Linked DNA regions of Triticum aestivum: region 2 is linked to region 1. A link is a contact called in public Hi-C data. All regions are on one chromosome and are shown on one strand. The core of a region is the stretch at or near the end of the contact, and the rest is flanking DNA. Distances in the headings are between cores, read along the strand shown.

Region 1 (6,003 bases), core at 177-2,676:
GGGGAGAGGGGGGAGATATTTCGGGGGGGGGGGGGGGGGTATGGGGTGTGGGCTAGGTCACGTAGTGGGGGTGAGGGGGTATAGCCCAAGGGGTGGGCCGACCAGCTGGGTGCCCAGTTGAGCCAAACAGCCCAGGCGGAGGGAGTTTGCCTTTTGTTTTTATTTTTGTTTTTGTTTACAGTTTTGTCTTTTCTTTTTATTTAATTTTCTTTTCTATTTTATTTAATTTTAGCTTTTATAGAATACAAAAGTTGTACCTAAAAGAGCATTAATAATTATGCCACTACCACAATTAGCTCCGCAACTAAAACAAAATAGTTTAATATTTTATCAATTTGAAAAGGGTAGTTAGTTAAATGTTTTGCTGCTGTTTTAAATCTTTTAGTGCACTTAAACCTTTTATAAAATTGTGGTTTCTGTACAATAATTACCTATGCATTATTTGGCAACACCCCAACATTTTAGTTTTAATATTTGAAAATATTTTATTGTTTGCTTGATTTTAAATTTGAATTCGAACCGGTTTCGAACTAACGCGAGATTAGCAACAGTAATCGAGGTGACGTGGCATCATTAACGTGGGATTACTGTAGCCTAACTATCCGGGCGTCACAATCACACTCTTAACGTCTCATTTTTTTTAGATTTTTTCGAAACTTTAAAACATCGTTTCCTTGTGGTTTTCATCGGTTTCCACTGAAACTGTAATTCCATGTGATAATTTCTCGAAGAAAAGGAAGAGGGAAAAAAATCCACAAAGTCCACTGACCGGCCATCACTCCCCCGCTCCTTGCTTTCCTTCCTTCGCATGGAATTACGCGGACAGCGACTCCGCACCGCCCGGCACGAAAGCGACGCCTAGCCCGTTTCTAGCTTGCTTGCACATTCCTAGGCTAGTAGGTCCAAATTATCACTTCTCTGAAAATCGCACCACTGCTCCATACAACTCATGCAGAGGTGCATCAATGGCAATTCATTCAAGCCAGTGTCACGCATGATGTTGCGTGGAACCTGTTGAAATCCTGGTGGATTTGGAAATTTGTCATCTGGCACGGCATTTTAACACTTGGACCGTCATGTGTGTGTATTGCATTACATTATCCGGTAGTCGGGGGAGCTCACTCACTCTCTCATCTGGTGATGTCGGCGAAGCTAGCTGCCATTGCCATCTCACGAAGGTGGCGACGGCGAGGCCGCCATCCATGCATGTGTTGTGCGAGACGTCCTGGCAGGAATTTTTGTATACGATTGAAAGCGGCCAAATGAGGTACAGGGACCTGCCGCCTATCCGTCGAGACCAACACACGCTTCATGGAGGACGTGGACGCGCGCCGCACGCCAGTTTTCTTCGACGGAAATCGACCTATGCCGTGCCGCGCGGCTGGGCCGCCGGGCCCACACGCAGGCCCGCAGGTGGGACCCCCTCGGCCCAGGAGATAGCGACGTCCACGTAGGCAGCCATCTATTTATCCATGCTGACTGACGTTGACGATTCCAACCTCGTGGCATCAGTTCATGCACGCTCACATCTACTCCCTCCGTTCCTAAATATAAATTTTTAAGAAGATTTCACTATAGACAAGCAAAATGAATGAATATACACTCTAAATGCATCTATATACATCCGTACGTAGTTTATAGTGAAATCTCTACAAAGACTTATATTTAGGAACGGAGGGAGTACTTTACTTATGCTATGATTATCACCACTTTGTGTACGATTAGCAGTAGTTTTAGCCAACAACAGCATTATCCATTTAGTAGGATTAGTGCTTGGTAGCCAAGCTAAGTTATTTAGAAGATCAACACAGCTGATTGAATCATGGGTGACTTTCGGTTGGTGGCATGAATAATCATGGACGACTTCGAGGACAATTGTATAAAGCAGCATATCACCACGTACTACCACTAGAAGAGAAAAGAAGACAATATCGCTCAATAGATTAGTACATCTGCCAGTCAGCCACCCAGCCGGTCCGGCCGCGTCCTTTTTTATGACGAAGCCGTGGACTGGCCGGTCCACTTTCACTTCCCCACACCGTCCTCACTACATTGTTCCCTCCATGCCCGACACCAAACCCTAGCCGCGCCGCCCCACCTCACTCACCGCCGGCCGTCGCGATGGGCTTCTGGAAGTGGGTGCCGGGCAAGAAGGGCAAATTAACACGACCATGAGGTAGGCTCGTCGTCCGCCTCGTCGGGAAGCGTGACCACGAACTCCACGCCGGCGGCGGCATTCATGATCTCCCCTCCGGCGGCTCCGGCGCACTTCCTATTGAATTCATGCACCGACCAGTTGCTCCAAAACTCCGAACTGATGAAGGGAGGTGGGCAATATATTTCAACACTCCCTCTCACGTCTAGACTATTTTAGTCCTTAGACGTGGGATCGATGTAGGCCGCAGAATCGTTTTATTTAATACTGCGTTGGCAGGGTCTTGACTCAAGACATCTTGGCTCGGATACCATATTGAATTCATGCACCGACCGGTTGCTCCAAAAGTCCGAACTGATGAAGGGAGGTGGGCAATATATTTCAACACTTCCGACCATACGTCAAGGTGGACGTCGGCACTCCGTTGCCGTGGTCCGATGTCCACCTCCTCAATGGGTGGCATCGGCCGCGCCCGCCTGGAAGAGATCACCCACTGGTGCGCCCACATCCCGCGCCAGTACCTCGCCGACCGGCGCTACGACATCGACTCGGCACTCTAGGACACTTTGTCCCATGACGAGCACGACATGTGCTAGCAAACCTACTTTGTCGGCCATGCTTGTAGCCCGCCCCGCGCTTCGCGTGTGCGCGAGGATAGCCCACCCAGAGTGTGCGGCCTGACGCCGATGCCCTCTGTCTCCCCGTCACTGCCACCACCGACAGCTTCCACCATGACGACTGAAAAGGAGGAGCGGCCGGTGCGGGCTGTCATGGAGGAGTCCGAGATGTTGGAAATATGCCCTAGAGGCAATAATAAAATCGTTATTATCATATTTCCGTTCATGATAGTTTATTGTTCATGCTAGAGTTGTATTGACCGAAACTTAAATACATGTGTGAATACATAAACTACACCGTGTCAAAGATGGTTGAGGTTTCCTAACCATAGACACGAGTTGTCATTTGATAACAGGATCACATCAATGGTAGAATGATGTGATGGACAAGACCCAACCATAACCTTAGCATCAGATCGTTTAGTTTATGTGCTATAGCTTTCTTAATGTCAAATACACATTCCTTCGACCATGAGATCATGCAACTCCCGGATACCGGTGGAATACCTTATGTGCTATCAAACGTCACTTCGTAACTAGGTGATCATAAAGGTGCTCTACATGAAGGAAATATGCCCTAGAGGCAATAATAAAGTTGTTATTTTATATTTTCTTATATCATGATAAATGTTTATTATTCATGCTAGAATTGTATTAACCGAAAACTTGATACATGTGTGGATACATAGACAAAACACCGTGTCCCTAGTAAGCCTCTACTAGACTAGTTCGTTAATCAAAGATGGTTAAGTTTCCCAACCATAGACATGTGTTTTCATTTGATGAACGGTATCACATCATTAGGAGAATGATGTGATGAACAAGACCCATCCGTTAGAATAGCATATTGATCGTTCAGTTTTATTGATATTGCTTTCTTCATGTCAAATACTTATTCCTTCGACTATGAGATTATGCAATTCCCGGATACCGGAGGAATGCCTTTTGTGCTATCAAACGTCACAACGTAACTGGGTGATTATAAAGATGCTCTATAGGTATCTCCGAAGGTGTTTGTTGGGTTGGCATAGATCGAGATGAGGATTTGTCCCTCCGAGTATCGGAGAGGTATCTCTACGCCCTCTCGGTAATACACATCATAAGAAGCCTTGCAAGCAAAGTGACTAATGAGTTAGTTGCAGGATGATGTATTATGGAACGAGTAACGAGACTTGTCGGTAACGAGATTGAACTAGGTATGAAGATACCGACGATCGAATCTCGGGCAAGTAACATACCAATGGACAAAGGAAATTACGTATGTTGTCATAACGGTTCGACCGATAAAGATCTTCGTAGAATATGTAGGAGCCAATATGGGCATCCAGGTTCCGTTATTGGTTATTGACCAGAGAGGTGCCTCGGTCATGTCTACATAGTTCTTGAACCCGTAGGGTTCGCACTCTTAACGTTCGATGACGATATAGTATTATATGAGTTATGTGATTTGGTGATCGAATGTTGTTTGGAGTCCCGGATGAGATCACGGACATGACGAGGAGTCGCGAAATGGTCGAGAGGTAAAGTTTGATATATAGGACGATGGTATTCGGACACCGGAAGTGTTCCGGAGGATACCGGGTACATATAGGGTCACCGAAAGGGGTTCCGGGCACCCCCGGCAAAGATATGGGCTTATTGGGCCAAGGGGGGGACAGACCGGCCCACAAGGGGCTGGTGCGCTCCTCCACCAGGCCGGCCAGCCCTAGGGAAAGGAAAGGGGGGAGGGCAAGTCCCTCCTTCCTTACCCTCCTCAGGGGACAAAGGAAGGGGGGTGGGGGGCGCCACCTCCCCCTTCCTTCCCCTGGCGCCTATACAAGGAAGGGGGGGGGGGAACCAGGGCAGGAGCCCAAGTGGGATTCGGCCCCACTTCGGGCGCCCCTTGGCCTCTCCTCTCTCCCTCCCACCTATATATATGAGGAGGGGGGCGCTTAGAACACACAACATCAATTGTTAGCCGTGTGCGGTGCCCCCCTCCACAATTTACACCCCGGTCATATTCTCGCGGTGCTTAGGCGAAGCCCTGCGCCGATCACTTCACCATCACCGTCACCACGCCATCGTGTTGACTGAACTCATCTACTTCCTCGACACCTTGCTGGATCAAGAAGGCGAAAGGACGTCATCGCGCTGAACGTGTGCAGAACTCGGAGGTGCCGTACGTTCGGTGCTTGATCGGTCGGAGCTAGAAGTTTGACTACATCAACCGCGTTGTCAAACGCTTCTACTTATGGTCTGCAAGGGTACGTAGACTCACTCTTCCCCTGGTTGCTATGCATCTCCTAGATAGATCTTGTGCGAGCGTAAGAATTTTTTTGAAATTGCATGCTACGTTTCCCCACAGTGGCATCAGAGCCAGGTCTATGCGTAGATGATTTGCACAAGTAGAACACAAAGAGTTGTGTGCGGTGATAGTCATACTGCTTACCAACAAAGTCTTATTTTGATTCGGCGGTATTGTGGGATGAAGCGGCCTGGACCAACCTTTCATGTCCACGCACATGAGACCGGTTCCACCGACAGACATACAACTAGTTTTTCATAAAGGTGGCTGGCGGGTGTCTGTTTCTCCTACTTTAGTTGAATTGATTTTTACTGCGGCCGGTCCTTGAAGAAGGTTAAAACAGCAAACTTGACGAAACACCGTTTTGGTTTTGATGCGTAGGTAAGAACAGTTCTTGCTAGAAGCCCATAGCAGCCACGTAAAACTTGCAACAACAAAGTAGAGGACGTCTAACTTGTTTTGCAGGGCATGTTGTGATGTGATATAGTCAAGACATGATGTGATATACGTTATTGCATGAGATGATCATGTTTTGTAAAAGTTATCCGCAACCGGTAGGAGCCTTATGGTTGTCTCTTATTGAATGAAATGCAAACGCCATGTAATTGCTTTACTTTATCACTATGCGTTAGCGATAGTTGTAGAAGCAATAGTTGGCGAGACGACCACGACGCCACGACGGAGATCAAGGTATTGAGCCGGTGACGATGGAGATCATGACGATGCTTTGGAGATGGAGATCAAAAGCACAACATGATGATGGCCATATTGCCACATATTTTGATTGCATGTGATGTTTATCTTTTATGCATCTTATTTTGCTTAGTACGGCGGTAGCATTATAAGATGATCCCTTAACTAAATTTCAAGGTATAAGTGTTCTCCCTGAGTATGCACCGTCGCGACAATTCGTCGTATTGAGACACCAAGTGATGATCAGGTGTGAT
Region 2 (5,971 bases), core at 256-2,755, 200 kb before region 1:
GAAGAAATTTACAAACACATAATAAAACCGAATTTGACGTAATTTCAATTCTGGGCCACAAAGATAACGCATAAAGACCTCTAATCATGGCGGTATATTGCAAAAGACCTCTAATAATCACGGAACTCAAAGCCTAGCTGCATAGTCCAAAATGCTACCCCGCGGCAATACCAGAGTTGATGCATCACAAACAGGCGCCTCATAATCACATCACATTAATTAATGAAAGGTAACAACACATGAGCTACAACGAACGACAAGAACCTAATTATGACATATTCCCTCTGTTCCATAATGTGGTGCATATAGATTTTTTAGGAAGTCAAACTTCATCAACTTTAACCAAGTTTATAGAGAAAAGTATCTACGTATATATTATCAAATTCATATCACTACATATATAAAGCACAAGATAGACTTCTGTATTATATTTATTTTGTATTATTATTGTTGATATTTTCTCAATAAACTTGGTCAAACTTTGTGATGTTTGACTTCAAGAAAAAACCATGCGCACTACATTGTGGAATGGAGGGAGTACTATATTGTTAGCAAGGTTAAAAATAGACACATTTAACTGATTGCAAATCAAATGAAATCCTTACAAGTGTATACAGAAATTATAAGGGTACAAAGTCTAACTGGAAAAAAAATGGTTATAAAAAAACAAAAATAAGTTACTCAGATGATGCTTGCAAGTTGGAATAACAAACTTTGTGGCCTAAGCTTAATGAAAACCAAACAAATCTCGCGGTCCAAGAAATTTACAAACACATAATAAAACTGAATTTGACATAATTTCAATTCTTGGCCACAAAGATAATGCATAAGACCTCTAATCATGGCGGTAGATTGCAAAAGACCTCTAATCAAGGGAACTCAAACCCTAGCTGCATATATAGCCCAAAATGCTACCCCGCTGCAAGGCCAGAGTTCATGCATCACAAAAAGGCGCTTCATCATCACATCATAAATTAATAAAAGTAACAACACATGAGCTACAACGAACGACGAGAACCTAATTAATAGCCATGCATCACAGATCTAGAAACACTCGGCGGCGTCACCTCGCATCGCGCCGCGAATGAACGGGACAGCAAACAAACGGAGAGGGCGTCGTCAGTCAATCAATCACCTTGGAGGGGATGCATCCGACGTTGAGGCAGGTGCCGCCGAGGGTGCCCCTCTTCTCGATGCAGGTGGTCTTGAGCCCCAGCTGGGCCGCCTTGATGGCCGCCACGTACCCTCCCGGCCCGCCGCCGACCACCACGACGTCGCTCTCCTCCGCCGCCGCCGCCGCCGCGTACGCCCTCCACGCGGACAGCGCCGCCGCCCCGGGGGCGTGCGCCCGCCGCGCCACCGCCTCCGCCGCCCTCCGCCTCGCCAGGATAGCCAGCGCCATCTTCCTCTGTTTCCTTTCTTCGACAGGAGAGGGTGGGAAGCGCCTATGGCATCTGGTCGATAAAAGTTATTTGTTCTCTACCGGGCCGGGGCCGGGGCCGGACGTGGCGGGAATGTGTGCGGCCGTACGTTGGGCCGAGAGGGATGTTGCTGGCTCACAGCGAACACCCAATCCTGCAGAGGATGGATATGGCCTTGTAGACCACTGGGATCCTGGGGAGGCTCTGCCCTCACAAGTCAATTTATTTTGCTATCCCTACTTCTCTTTCAGAACCACTAAAAAGCAAGGCATGCTTCTCATTCAATCAATCTGTTTCAAACACGGCATTTTCAGAAATCTGTCGTGTTCAAGTTAAATTTCTTGAGTTATGCATGGTTTGTTTACCGTAACTTCATCGCTGGGAACGAACATATGAAAAGCTCGAGATCTCTAGTTAGCAATCTCTCTCAAAGTCTCATTTGAGAACAACATTCATATACATGGATCAACACTCTCTTCCGTGAAACAAAAACGTTGATCGGAACAAAAGAACGATGATCGCCGGTTGTTACAACTGTTACACACAAACTTCCCACCCACATAAAAATGCTGGACGCATACCACCACCACCACCACCACCAACAACAACAACAACAACAAGACTAACTGATCTACCGCGTCCTTGCACGGCTCGTGCTAACACTGATTCAGAGTTATTCACAGCACACTGCTTGAGATTCCTTCTGGAGCTTCTCCCACAAGCACATCATAAGCCTCGGGCTCTGGTAGTGGGCGAGGACGTAATCAGAGTCGCATCCTTCGTTGTAGAAGCGCTCATCGTTGGCATAGTTCACTTGCTGGCCACTGTCTTTGTATTGCTGGATCCATATTCCCATGGCCACGTCTTCAAGTCTAAATAGCTGAGGCAGCAAACGAGATCAATCAAGAGATTTGTCAAAGGGTAAACACAAGAAAGAAGTTTACGAATGTATTGCGAGTTGATTTATCTTCGAACCTGAAGTGTTCGTTCTTGGTGACCTTGAACCACGAATTTAGCAACGTCCCTTGAAATTACGTATCCGGGACCATGAGCCCACGGCGGATATGTTTCGACAGGCCATTCCTGTGTTCCTCAAGGGTAAGAAAAGCAGCCTGAGAATGAACGTGTGCAGGGCAGGGTAACTGGAAACATGCCATACCTTTGGACTGATAAACCACTTGCTATCCTTGTCTCTGTGTGGTGAAGACTGGAAAGACATAAGACCATACAAGAGACCATGGGGGTTGGCCTTCTTCAGGCTAGAGATGACTTCATCAATCCTAACAAAAGCATCGTCATCTGTTTTCATGATGTACTTTGCAGGCATAATTTTGGTCTGCAAATTTGTAGACAAAATATAAGTTTATGTTGCCAGGATGTGCATATATTACTATATATAGCCTATAACCCATATCTGGAATTTGAGTAGGTGCTAAAGCCATGGTGATTTCAGGTTTACTTAACACATACAAGAACATGCATAATAAGCAAACCATGACAAAGGTGTTTGTATCCAGTAAATACCATAAGTTAATAAACTGTGTGTTTTCCAAAAACCATGGTAATTTTGGAGTATTAAAAAAAATCTAGTTATGCCCTACAGAGAGCAAGGAAAATGAAGTTCGTATAAGCTGCAAACCAGAAAGAGAATACATACCCCAAACATACAAATTGCAACAGTCTTTAGAGTGATCAAGGTATAGTAGTCAACAAATGGCATAAACTGGATATCACCATACAGCTGAGCTTCTCTCCATAATTCCATATTGACCTGCTCATTCTTATGCTGCATTTGAGGTCGAAAAAATGACGATCACATTGGATGAAACTAGTACTAGGTCATAGTAACACTTGAGCACCTTATTTGTCATGGATGAAAAAAGAGCTTAAAAAATATTTGTTCCTTCAATTTAACATTGTCTTGCTATTCTTCGCAGAAATTCACCTTGATTACCCAGTGCTAATTTAAGCTTCACGATTGCCATGAATAAAACAAAACCAAGGAAAAAGAAGATCTGCATTGTTGGGATATAGCTGGAATTTTAGTAACCTTTCGGCATTTTAAAATTTATCTGCAACAACTACTGAACAAGGTGCTAGCTGGATTGTTAAGGCTATATAAGCCTACTTCAAATGTAAGAGGTAGGAAACAGTGAAATATATATTTCTTTAACATGGAAAGTAATTAATATATAAATTGCATAATCTATTCATTGGTGTATTAGTATGGCGAGAAGTAGTTGTCCAATAAGAAGCAGTGTAAGGGTCTATTTGCATCTTAGGTCCAAAACATTCCTACACAGGATTGACTCCCAAAACTTATTCCATTATCTTCCCCTTTCTTTAAAACTTTTTCACACAGTAACTATGTAAGCAACTAAGTGAAAACCCATCTGTCAAAACGTGTGGATATAGTAACTAAATGTTCCTCAATCCAAAACAAAAATTTAGCAAGTTATACACTGTGATGTTGCTTCATCTAATATTCATATTATGAAGAAACATGGTCAGTCTCTCCCAAAATGGTACCCTCTTGAATGGAATTGGTGTTCACATACTACTACGTAGAAGCTAGTCTGTGTAGATATAATAACTGCTACAGGAAACTGGAAAAGCAATTAGGATTAGGAAGATCCAAGTAATAAGCAAGTGTCGCTCAATCCAATAAGCAATCACAACTGAACAGAAATATTGATGCAAAAGAAAGAATCTGAAAAACTGTAACTGCACTCAAGGCGATTGAAGTAAGCTTACAAGGCCAGTGAAAAACCGCACAGCTACTTCGCCTGAGCGGACAGACTCATATTGCATCCATGTTCGTCTCAAAGCCATCCGGCGCTTGAAGTTGTTTCCAGTAGAGAAAACACCAACAAGAAGAAAAATCCGCTTCTTTGGAACAGGTGGGGCCTTCAGAAGCTCAACACTAGCCATGTCTACATCTTCTGAAACTGGCAATCCATTAGCCAAGATTGATAGGAGCTCCAAATCCCCAGAGACCTTGACTTCTGCTACTGACCATGGCTCCAACCTCTATCAAAAACCTAACAGCATTCATAATTATCCAATACTCATGAACATTTATGAATGCAGTCTTGTCACTTAGCGTAAGCTTACCTCTCTGTATGCAAACGATGTCTCGTGCCTCCCATTTACTGTCAAATGGAACCCCTCAGCACCAGCCCACAGTGTTGCTGTAAAAGGTTCTCCTTCGACAATTGCAGTGCTGCCACTGAAATGTGCACGTCCTTTGAGCCTCTTTTCATCTTCAGGCTGGTTCGCACTAACATTCTGTGTGGTGTTGCTACTCCCCTGAATGGTATTCACACTCACTTGCTGATTGCAACGAACAAGGGCATCGACCGGACTGATCAAAAGAAATTTTGTTTTATCATAACCACCAGAAACTATAAGAACAAGAAAAATATTACATAATTCAAATAATACATACAGATATATTTTTATTTGTTGAGGGAATGGCTAAATTATACCGGAGGCCCACTTAAGTCCTACATGGCATCCACATGGATGGTCAACGCAAGTACAAGACTGTCAACACAACTCCATGCAATCTACCATGGGTCCAAGCAAGCAACCATATAGTCAACAAAAGTCCAAGCAAGTCCTCGTGGTCAACAAGTCAAAGGAAGAGAAGAAAAATAAAAAACCAGGTAAAAAATGAAGGCAAACAAGCAAAGGAGCCCAGGCCCAAGAGGAAAGCCTTTATATGGTGATGGGCTCCCATGGGCCACAATTCCCCTCCTAGCCCACCATGAGCGCATGGACTCATGGACAAAAGGTTACCTAGTTCTGCCCTTCCATGGTTCCACTTCCTTAGTTCAATGGTAACCTCGGTCAGTTGTCAAAGACCCCTAGCCTATAAATAGCCCCCATGGCATGCAACTCATTCACTCACACTTGAATAAATTCAAGAGGAGAGACACTTAGCCCTCAGAACCAAGGTTGAAGGAGGCCAGGGCCAGGTTTTCGAGTCCGAGGGACCTTTTAAGGCTCGGACCGTCGGGAGTTGTGGGACTTCGGAAGTGGCAACGTTCTAAATGTTCCGTGCGCAGAGCACTTCTCCCAACGGCTCTCTTCATAGGATGTAGGTCACCCTCCCACGAGGCGGCTGAACCTATTTAAAAAACATAGCCGTGTCACTTTGTCGGTGTACAATGACCTTCGCTATAAGGCCGTTGTACACAGCCCTAATTACATTTCTCTAACCACCCTACTAAGGATACACTAGCCAAAAGTTGTTTCCATAACAAGAACATTATTAATAATAAGAGTATAAGACCCATGATAGAGCCATAAAAGGACGCTAACAAAACCATAACGTTCATTCGGCATATAGGATTACTGCACCTTTTGGTCATCACCACTGCAGCTACTCAAATAGCAAATCAAAGTTCTAAGGGCAATTAACATATTACTTTTACCCAAAAATTCTTTGGATATAGATATACTTAACCACGACCATCAACAACTAAAACCCCAACAAGCAATGAAAATAAAGACTGTTCACTGGTAGCCTGGTACCAACTAAATCC

Evidence for each region. Hi-C and Micro-C count contacts between places; a contact is called where the count stands out from the background.
Region 2: a contact with region 1 is called in a Hi-C map of leaf, with 4 times the contacts expected there. The contact joins the promoter of LOC123180227 here to the enhancer-like site in region 1. A contact is called at or near these places in 2 of 5 Hi-C or Micro-C datasets (both in leaf).

The regions. Positions count from the first base shown.
Region 1 is chr1D:52,428,379-52,434,381 of IWGSC CS RefSeq v2.1, reverse strand. No RefSeq gene overlaps it. Among protein-coding and RNA genes, the nearest start is that of LOC123180225, 16 kb to the left of the region's middle. Within about 2 kb of position 1,426, at least 6 of the 8 cell types and tissues checked have an H3K27ac peak or open chromatin away from gene starts, as enhancers often do. A contact at or near this core is called in leaf, where this site is marked.
Region 2 is chr1D:52,626,039-52,632,009 of IWGSC CS RefSeq v2.1, reverse strand. LOC123180227 (dihydrolipoyl dehydrogenase 1, mitochondrial) reads right to left here and starts at 1,505. Exons shown (of 2, transcript XM_044592209.1): 1 at 1,136-1,505. The coding sequence starts at 1,402. LOC123180226 (hydroxyproline O-galactosyltransferase GALT3) reads right to left here. Exons shown (of 7, transcript XM_044592208.1): 2 at 4,536-4,785; 3 at 4,176-4,451; 4 at 3,079-3,207; 5 at 2,581-2,757; 6 at 2,397-2,504; 7 at 1,815-2,301. The coding sequence ends at 2,095.